Linked DNA regions of Gossypium hirsutum: region 2 is linked to region 1. The links are chromatin contacts, called in public Hi-C maps. All regions are on one chromosome and are shown on one strand. Each heading gives the region's core, a stretch centred on a gene start, on an enhancer-like site or on the middle of the called end of the contact. The rest is flanking DNA. Distances are from core to core; before and after follow the strand shown.

What was found. Hi-C and Micro-C count contacts between places; a contact is called where the count stands out from the background.
Region 2: a Hi-C map of leaf shows a contact between it and region 1, with 4 times the contacts expected there. The contact joins the promoter of LOC107897584 here to the promoter of LOC107898636 in region 1. A contact is called at or near these places in 13 of 34 Hi-C or Micro-C datasets (callus, leaf and seedling).

Annotation. Positions count from the first base shown.
Region 1 is chrA11:55,358,339-55,363,825 of Gossypium_hirsutum_v2.1, reverse strand. LOC107898636 (kinesin-like protein KIN-14B) reads left to right here and starts at 2,672. Exons shown (of 24, transcript XM_041081986.1): 1 at 2,672-3,238; 2 at 4,493-4,616; 3 at 5,477-5,487. The coding sequence starts at 3,008.
Region 2 is chrA11:55,660,010-55,665,496 of Gossypium_hirsutum_v2.1, reverse strand. LOC107897584 (O-fucosyltransferase 39) reads right to left here and starts at 2,623. Exons shown (of 10, transcript XM_016823079.2): 1 at 1,899-2,623; 2 at 1,300-1,362; 3 at 1,126-1,207; 4 at 956-1,026; 5 at 738-826; 6 at 418-621; 7 at 1-188. The coding sequence starts at 2,039.

The DNA of each region.
Region 1 (5,487 bases), core at 1,423-3,922:
GCCTTGATGATATGTGAAAGTGGTTCAAGTAGAACATGTATTGAGATTGAGTCTTGGATGATTTTAGGTGACCTTTTGAATGTGTTTTAGGGTTACCTTGTTAGGAGGTGTTTTGGTATGTGTTTAAGGTGTTTTGAATTTGAATTTTTAGTCCCTTACTTCCAGGTTTGGATGCCTTGTTTTTAGGTATCATAACATTGAAATTAGTAGCTCAAATTTTGCTTCAAAGGTTCAAAGTATTAGTACTTAGCTTGGATGTATCGGAACATCCAAGTCAATGAGAAAAAATGAATAGTTTCAGGGAGAAGTATCAATCTTCCAGAGGTACCGATACCTTTACCCCAGGTTAGGCTAACTGCACTAGCTCATTTTGACTCTAGGAGACTCATTTGGGTCATGGACATTTCTAAATCTTTTGTAAATGATGTTAGGATGTTTTACGGGTTTCAAAATGATTTTATCCCAATTTTATGATTATATTCAAATTGTTTCAAAGTTTAAATTGTAAATATTTTTGAAATTATCACTATGTATGTGTTTTGGTGGCATCTCCCATTTGTATCGGATGCCGAGATGGGTGAGGGATGTTACAAGTTTTCCATAACTTGAAGCCTTTAGCCGTAAACCCTAAATCCTAAACCTTAAGCCCCACCTTTAATATCATAATCTCGTTTCAGTTGAAATTATCCTCATTAGAATTGAAATCCACTATCGTAACTTTGAAGAATAACTTCCGATCTTCAGTAGTTTTTCCTTAATCCTTTGCTGGATAGGTACGTTGGAAATTCATACCTAGGACTCAAAAGTTGAAAAGTCAATATCTTGTTTGTTGTCTCCCTTTTACCACTATTTAGGAATCAAGTGACAACCATGAAGCACAAAATATTTTTATTATCCCTTTTGTTTTTGAAAATGAATACAAACATGTTTCATTCCAGATCATGAACCTTAAAAAGACCCTCAATGAGCCACACATTCTTTAGAATCATCATTGGTCTCGTTCTAACTTCTTTATTTGAAACTACTTTTCTTACTTGATAGAGTTCCCTACCTCAATCATCGATTTTGGCATTTACCTCCAGATAAATCATGATGAGTTTATTTTTAAGGTTTTTGCTCACTATATCATTCACAACATCCTAGTTATCGTTATATAGAGCTATGCAAACTAGCAAAATAAGAGAAGGGAACGAAAATATGTTGTAAAACTAGAAAGTGACTTATGCTATGTTTGGTTAATGGTTACTAGTGTAATAACATTAAGAAAAAATTTACAATTAACCAATAACTAAAACATGTAAAAATATATTACTTTAATCCAATGTGACATTAGAGTTTAAATGAAAAATCTAAGGAGAGGTGACTATAAATAAGAAAGAGCAGGCAAATAAAAAATCACCGAGAGGATCAAACAACCATAGAAGATTTCACAGAGATGGAAAAGGAGATTTGTAATTCATGTTAAGAAAACTTATGAGAAAACTACTAGTAAAAAAAGCAATACGTCATAAACTAAGAAATCATTTATAGAAAAATAAAATGTCTGCATCTACACTCAAAATATGATGATGTTCATCATCATTTCAAAAGATGGCGCCACCCATCCCTTTTTATTATTTTATCACGACCTTTTTAATTCTTTAATAAGAAACTAATAAATTTTTTGTACCCAAAAAAAAAAGAAAAGAAAAATTAATAAATTCTGATTTCAAATGCATGCTATAAAGAAAAATTAGCCTTTCATTGTGTTTTTTCTTTGGGTGAAAAGCCTTTTTTAATAACAAATAGGATTATTTTTCTAAAGCGTGTTTTATTTTTACTTTTTTTTTTTGGGTAAATAGGAATGTTTGAAAGTGTGAGGCGGGTTTTGCCATATCCAATAGGAACAAAGCCTGCCAACAAATTTAAAAAAGAAAATCATAAAAACATGTTTTTGCCAGCTCATCCTGTAAACACACATAATTTTGCTCTCAATAAACTCACTCCCTCCACCACCACCCATCAAAAAATAATAATAAAAGCATTCAAATTTTGGGGTAAAGAACAAACAATTCACAGGCAGTTTTCTTGTGTTGTCCGTAGATCAAATTTATCCGTCTTTCAAAAGTTTTGGATTAACCAGAAAGTACCACCATACGTAATTCATCATCGTGTGAATTCAAATATTTATAGATTTATTTATTTTTTAAAAGAATATTTAAATTTGATATATGATAATACTATTCACAATTGATTTATATAAAAAAATAATTTATTTTTTTATGTATCTGATTTGAATATTGGAACTCATGTCCCAACTTATTATTGATTTTACTTTTTAAAAAGCTTAATTGTGACTTTAGATTTAATTATTTAACAAATTCAGGTAGTATTTGATGGATAATATTAATTGATCCGTTACGTAAATTCTATTTTAATATTCAAATAAATTCAGAATTTAAAATAAATATATGCATTAGTATACCTGAACAAAGGAAAAAGAAAAATGGAAGGGAAAAATTCAGTTAAATTGATGGCATGGGGGAAGAAATTTGGATTGAACAAAAAATTAAAACAAATACAAAATTGAGTTAAATGTTGATCCAACACATTTATGAACAGATGTTTGGACACGCTGAAGCATAAAAAATCACACGCTCTATTTAAAAGAAAAACAAACAAGTCTGTGGTGCGTGAGAGCGAGTTCCGAACCATTTCCAAACGCACATTTGATTGCGTCTAAAATTGTCCCATATAATTGTTCCCTTCATAAAGTTTGGAAAATGACTACGTTTTACGCCCAGTCCCACCCGTTTCCCCCATCCCCTCGTTTATAATCCCCAAAGAGGGAAAAATTAAAAATAAAATTGAAAAATTAAAATTAAAATGAGCCAGACATAGCTCATCGGGAACGCAGCATTTACATAACTGCAACTGCTACCACTAGATTTTTGAAAAACCCCTACCTTTTTTTAGATTTTATTTTTTTGAGCTTTTTTTAATTTTTTTCCCCAATTTGTTTGGGGCAATGGGGGAGCACAAGAGTAGCAGCAATAACCGGTGGAACTGGGAGGTGAGTGGCTTCGAGCCACGGCGGACGTCGCCGTCGTCTCCGGAGGACCTACCTAGGGCCACTGTTGCGCCGTTGATGCGACGGTACTCGATCTCGGCTGCCTCCTCGTTGGCTTCACCGTTTTCTTCGGAATTTTCTAAGCAGGCTTTGGCTTCTAAGGTGCTCCGATTGAAGGATAAAGTTAAGGTAATGGTGTGAATCGGCTTCGGATTGTGAAAGTTTTCGAGTGATTAGTGTTTTAGCTGGTAACTTGTTCCGATGGAGTTGAAGTAGTCGCTTTAGTCTATCAATGTGATTTTAACTAAGCTCGGTTTTTAGGAATTAACATGCAGTGTTTTTGAGTAGTTTGTTTTAATCTATAAATTTTAACAAATACAACTAGAATATGCTTTTTTTAATGTCATTTTCTGGAAGATTAGGTTTGCTGGGAAATTGATCCAAATTTAATGGAGGAGCTCAAAGCTGTATAAAATTTTATTGGCGAATTAGAATTTGGATTTGATGAACCACAACTTAGTCATCAGTTTGTAGTGTCAGATTCTGATGAACCACAACTTGGTCATCAGTTTCTGGTATGTGAATTGTTGTTCATGCAGAAAACTCAGTTGAGAATGTTTAATACTTTTCGCATTCTTGCTACAGAAGCTTCGGATCCTTCTTGATGATCCAAATTGTGCTGGTTTCAACTGTTGTAAGATTGTGCATTGTGTCAAATGTCGATTGGGATGCCTGTTTTTATGATATTTGAGTGGACTTTGTTGCCCAATGTTTGGATGAAAAGAAAAAGCTTTCCCCACCTATCCTATATGGCAATTTTATGATAGTTCTGTGGAAAACTTGTAATTGTGACAATGAATCTTTGACATAATGCATGTGCTGATCTTGAGGGACAACAACACGAGCCATTACCAAACAGTGGCTTGAGAATAGGAAATGAAATAGCTGGCTGACAATTCAAAAGTCAATTAATCTAATGTTAATATACTCTAAGGTCTGGCTTATTTTTCTTGGGAAGCCATTAAGGGATCTGTGCTCTGGTTTTCCGATGTGATACTTGTCTTTGATTCTATTAATAAATGAGCTTCTTTATTATTACCTAAGTTTTGTCGTATCTCCTTGGTCTGAAAAGATAGCATATGGATTAGGTGATTGCTTGGGTTGAAGTTGATCACAAAATTTTGAGTGAATAATTTTGACTCTTGTCATATGCATTCAAGCTTAATGAAAGAACAGTTCTGGAAATCCTTAATTTCTCTGGTATTTTCTGAAGTCTGAAATAATGATTGGTAACATATGATGTCTTCGATGTTAGAAGCATTTTTGGGGTGGGGCTAAAGCAAAAATTGTTTTGGCTCACTATAGTAATTTACTATGCATTCCGGGTTTTATCATTGTAGTGTCTTGTGTTTGATGCATTTTTTTATTAAATTAATTTGGCAGCTTGCAAAAGAAGACTACTTGGAGTTGCGACAGGAAGTTAATGATCTGCAGGAATATTCAAATGCTAAACTCGATCGAGTTACACGTTACCTAGGTGTTCTTGCAGATAAAACTCGTAAACTAGGTAATATATTAAGGTTTAGTGGCAGTTTGTTTGGGTTACGTTCATGAATTCCTTATGCTTCAGCTATTTTAGTGCTTGGTTTGTATGTCTAATGGTATATTCCAAAGATTCTTCTCCGGGGTTTGGTTTATTTGTAATCACCTTGTAATTTTTAGAAGAAACATTGTGCTATCTTTTCCTGTTGCCTATGATTTTGTGCTCATGAGATGAATTTTGAGATAAAAATTTAAAGAAAAAAGTTGAAAGTGCTTTATGTTGACCCCTTGTCCAAAAAGAACAGAGGGGATCCAAAAATGCTTTTAGGAGAAGCACTAAGAAGAAATAAGGAGAGCAAAAGAAATTAGTGGTTAAAAAGAGTAAAAAGGATAAAGAAAATAAATTCTTTATTTCCTTTATGCATGTTGCAGGAGTTGTGTCACCCTTGTTTTAATGCCCTTTATTGGAAGTTTGCTGCTGAAGCATGGAAATATGACCACTAGGGAAGCTAAAATGTGGTAACGTTATAAATATTTGATAATATGTATATGGCAATCAACCAAAGCATAATGAGGGTCTTCAGTTTATCCACAATTTTATGCATTTAATGGTGAATGGTGTGATTTTGTTTTGTTAGGTTTGTCTTCAATATTTTTAGTTTGATAAGATCATTCAAGAATTTGTATTCTATTTGACAATAAAAGAAAGGGGGGATAGCAAAGTAAAGGGCATCATATCTTAAAAATATAAATTACTGCAAATTGATAAAATACCTGTATACTCCAAATGGTTACACTATTGCCCCTTCATTTCAACATTTTGTTGTTGCTGAGTTCTATTACTTCTATTGATGGTTATAAATTGTCTCTAAATATAAATGGCAGATCAATTTGCC
Region 2 (5,487 bases), core at 1,374-3,873, 300 kb before region 1:
TGCTACTTGCTCGACTTTGACCTGGAGGAAACCTTAGGCGATGGACAAGGGCATCTCCCAGTGCTCTAATGTGCGGAACAAAAACAAGTGCTTTAAAATTGACTTTACATCGTAGTTGCTGGATCTCACTCGGCAGGTTGTCAAAAGACAAACGGTGAGAGAACGGAGAAATTGCAGCAATCCCATTGCTGTATCAAAATAGGACATGCTTTTAGATCACACAAATTGGCAAGTGAAAGAAACTGGGCTAAAATCACAAAACTGGGCAAACAGGTTAGCTGACATTTCCTAAACTAAAACCATGGCAGGAACTGACATGTTCGAGTGCATGACAGGGTAAAAAAAAGTCCTTAAGCCCAAAACTTCTAAAAGCCACTAAACCGTGTATTAAAACAAAATGTTCTTGCTGCTACTAACCTCTGCAGTACGGGCAAGACGTTTTCAAGATACCAGTTTGCAGATGCATGAACAGGTGCTCTTTTTATTCTGGTAGCTCGAATAGCAGTGGCATAATACTCCCTTGTGCTCCACGAGAATTCATCAGGAAGCTCTTTGATGATCGGGATTTCATCCTTCAACACATTCATAAAGTGATCCACATCAAATATATCCATGAATGAGCTGCAGGGAAAGAAATCGCTTTAGAAAAAAACGCTTCCTTAGAACCGAGGAAAAAACCAGACATTTCCCATTGGAATAAGCAACGGAAAAGGAAAAATTCTTTCCCCATAAAGTACCTTGAATCTTGCCAGACAGGATTTACTTCAAGATGCGGGATCACAAGCGTTGCGTTCAGTATTTTAGCAACTGCAACAGCATCACATATCTACAAAAACAGTAAATGTAACACCTTACCATCTAATTCCTTTCCCAAAATAAACATTTGACTGAAAATATCGGAATGGTTCGCAATTCTCGACTCCTCTAAGCATGTTAAATAGATACGAATACCTACCCCCATTCTTTGCTGGTTGAGTCCCCCATCAAGAAATACCTGTAGATATCCTTCCGATTTCTGTGGCAATGCTGCCCACCGTAAACTCCAGTTTCAGTGTCTCGTAACTCAGCAAATATTAACAATCATGAAGAAACCAAAACTAGAAAATCTCATGGCTAATAACTCACAAGGGGCATTTACAGATCCAAGATATGGTCTCCACCCTTGGTCAGCCAAAGGGGCCCAGAGATCAGATTGCTCCCCAGTAAGCTGAATAGGAACATTGAAATAAATCAGACAAAGAAATTACAAGTCCAGGCACACACAGGGGCAAATGCCGCTTAAGAAACATATCTACTCACACGTTCCCGCTGTAAGGCACTCCTGAGTAAACGTAAATGCCTAGGTTTAGGGACATTCCACTCCTGCAACAAAGGTTAAGTTATGAGCATTTCATTTGTCGTGTTCTTCGAATATATGTTCAGTACGGGTATATTTAATTTTACAAGGCCTTTAGAGGATCGTGTCTCATGTTCAAATATATATCGGACACAAGTGCCACCATATCCGACTGGATATTCCAGGAAAGATAAAAGAGTAAGTTTGAGCAACATACCCTATTAACAATTATTGGTTATAAATTTGTACCATCCAGTTGAAGTGAATTAACTATATATATTACCACCAAAGAGAATAATGCCATATTTGGCATAATTTTTAATAAAGCAATCGGATTATTAGACACATAGCTGCATAAGCTTGCAGTTAGCCACAAACTTCAGTCGGAAAATTAAACTCCAAATCATCCGTACTTTCCATTTTTAGTAAATTGCAAAAAATTTCTCTCAAACAACTCAAAACTTCCCATTTATCTTTCCATGAAATTTACAGGAACCCAGAACTCATATTTTTTTTCCCTAGAAAATTAAGCAAAGAAAAAAATTTTGATATAGAAACATACCGAGAATGTAGAAGGAGAAGCATGGGTGAATGCAGTAAATAAACAAGGAAAAATAAGTGGGAAAATCAACACAAAGAATCCACACATTGCTTTTCTTCTAAGAAGCTGATAACAATGCCTCTGGAAATTTAATCTCATCATCACTCTTCCCTTAAAGTTGAGAAACCCAGATCTAAAAATGACCACTTTCCTCAGTTTTTTTCTTCTTTGTTGGCTTTGATAGGCCTTGATAGCGAAAAGAACTCAAACAAGCAAAGCTTAAAACAAAATTTTAATCAATATAGCCGAAAAGAAGAAACATAGAAGAAGGAAGAAGCAGACTCAAACTCAAGCACCCAGCCAACACCGCATGCATCACCTTCTCTTCGTTTCTCACATTGTGGCCTTACTTAAGGCGCCTGACATAGACACCTGTAAAGCTTTGATTATGAGAAACGGTGTCCTTTATTTCTTAAGGGGGAACCCATAAGGAACATATATACCCCATGGATAAAGTTGGAAACTTGGTGGTCGTGCACGGAAATTCACAGTAAAACATGAATCAGTGGGTAAAAATTATTTCTTTATTTTTCACAAGTGTTTCGTTAGAGACAAAAATAAGACCGTTGGGTGCGGTGGGGGGATTTGTGAAACTTTTGATTAAAGTAAACATCTTTAAGGGAGAACAGTGATGAGAATGTGGTTAGATGAGAGCACCGACGCAGACGCTACGCTACCTTCGAAACTATTCAAGTCTTTTTAGGTACTACATTCATGCATATAAAAAATATGGTAGTTCTGATCACATTTGTCTGGGGGCCCCATGTTTTTGGATGAACTCAATTCTCAATTTCGTCTAAAATTAATGTGAAAGATTCATTGATTTAGGTTCCAAATCAATCATAGTATTTTTGTTAATATAATATGATTTATTGATTTAAATAAAATAATTTTAAAAAATAATTTTATTTAAATTTAATTATAAAAATACATAAATTATATAAAATTATATATTTTGATATTTCATTCATTTTTAAATAATAATATAAGTTTTGAGTAAAATTTCTTTTTAAAATCAAACCTTAACCTGATTTAATCTACAAACATTACAAACATTTTTATTGTACAAGGACTAAATCCACCTAAAAGAGCATAGTATAGGAACACTTTATAAAATTTTACCAAAATATAATCTGTGCATAACTTGTAAATTGAGAATTATTAATTGAAAATTACTATAATTTTGACTCATACATATAGGTAAAAAAATTCTATTAATTTTGTTGATTAATAATTTCATTAAAAAATGGAAAATATAGGTGATTAAAAGTATCACCTTCCTTCCTTTATGTCTTAGTCTTATTGTCATTCATACCTTGTCAAAATCGGCTCATATTGTCTTCTTTCCTCTTGTTATAAGGATTCGACATGAAGACCACTCATTTAGGTGATTAATATGATTTATTATTTTTTATATTATAAGCAAGATTGATTTTTTCAGAACTTTTTTTAACTTATTTAGAAAAAAGGAAAGAAAGAAAGAAAAGGGTAATCACGTGTCAATAGTTGGAGACAAAATATCTACATTATGTATGTTGTTTTTATATATTATTAGTATAGTTTTTACTTTCATGATGGGTTAATTATTTTTAAGTCTAAATTATAGAGTAAATGTTTAAAGATTAAAATATAAACTATATTTCTATAGTCTTTGTACATTTGAAATTTAGTATTCATACTTTTACTTTTAAGAATTTAGTCCCTCTATTTTTTGAATTTAAAAAATTTAAATTTAATTATTAACACTATTATATTATTTTATCAAATTCACTAGTGTGATATTTTGAAATTAAAAAAATACCCACTTATTTAGCAACCATGTAACACAAAAAAAAATGCAATGGACTTGAATTTCACAAATGATTTCAAGAGTGTTTACAACTCTCAAAAGTTATATCAATATTTTAATTAAATATAGTATTTGAGCTAATCTATGACATTATTGAAGTTGAGATATTAATTTATATCAAAAAGTTGAAGTAAAAAGATTAGATCTTATATTCGAGTGTAGCACATAGACCAAAATTAAAATTTGACAATTGTTATATAATCTTAAATTTGAGGATACCATAGGGACCAACATTGAAATTTTACCATTCTTTTAAATAATGCAAGAAGAAAAGGAAAAAAAGGTTGACCCATTATATATAGGTGAGGACAATATAGGACTAAAATTGAAATTTTACCCTTTTTTTATATGATGCAAAAAGAAAAGAAGTGACACGTATCGACTAAGTTGAACCTTCTTTTTATGTATAGGTATAAAAATGATAGATGATAGACCCCTACTTATAAATTTTAAAAACTCAACAATAATCCTTAAAATATTTTGAAACTCGGATTGTAGTTTTCCTCTTATTATTATATTACTTCCCTTACCAAAGGAAAAGTAAAATTGATTAATTATTTATGGGATTTATTGTGAGTAGAGGAGTGGGTTTCAATCTTTTAAGTTACCTTAAACCTAATTTGATTTAAAATATAGATTTAAAATTTTATTTAAGTTTATTATGATTAATTTAAATTCATTTTACACTTCTCCATTTTATTATCTTTTTAATTTTATAAAAAATCGTTACAGGGGTTTGGAAACAAATGTCCATTAAATGCATCTGAAACAACGAATAAAAATGAGTAATCAAGAAAGAAAATAAGTCTGAAAAGGAACTAAAAGGAAAACTAAAACTCTTCTAGAAAATCCCTTCTAGAATTAAAATACATCAATGGAGAGCGAGTCAGGATGGGAGATTGAGGTTACCCTTCGATAAATAAATAAAATCCTCAATCCAAAGCACAATACTCAGACACGCAGCAGCTTATGGTGGCTCTATGAAACGATGGTCCTATGCTGCAAGATCGATAACACCTAAAGGCGAGTTTTCAACCCAGAATCGGTCCTCTGTGCTTTGCAAACCTTCTAGCGCCATTGCATGTGCAATAGTGTTTCCTCATCTGGCGATGAAGCTAAAACAAAATGCTGAGAAGCTTCAAGATAATGCTTTCACATCCTTAGTAACCAACCGAATTTCAGAATAGTCACATTTTGACTGTAATTTCAGTATAATAATCCTTGAATCGCTTTCCAGGACAACATGTAGAAATCTCATTTTTTGAACAAATTGGAGATCATGAAGAACTGCTACCGCTTCAACCATAAACACCGAGCTAAACAAGTTATGATTTCTAAAACAAGAATCCATTATTTAACCTATTTCGTCTGGAATAATGATGCCTAATACTGCTTTTTTGATTTGAAATCGAGTAACCTACATCAACATTCACCTTAACCCAAGATAGAGGTGGAGGGGCCCGTCAAACCATTGCTAAGGGTTTGGCTGCTTTAAAATTGAGGTCAGACTCCAATACTCCTTCCTGCACTCATGAATGAAGGTAACAAGCTCATCAACACTTTGTGATTCCAAACATAAACAATTTTACTTATTTTCTAATGTCTACATTATCATATTATATTATTATAAATTTGAATTTTTATGCAATATGGATTATATAATATATATTAATAAAATTAATCTATTATATTAATTGAAAA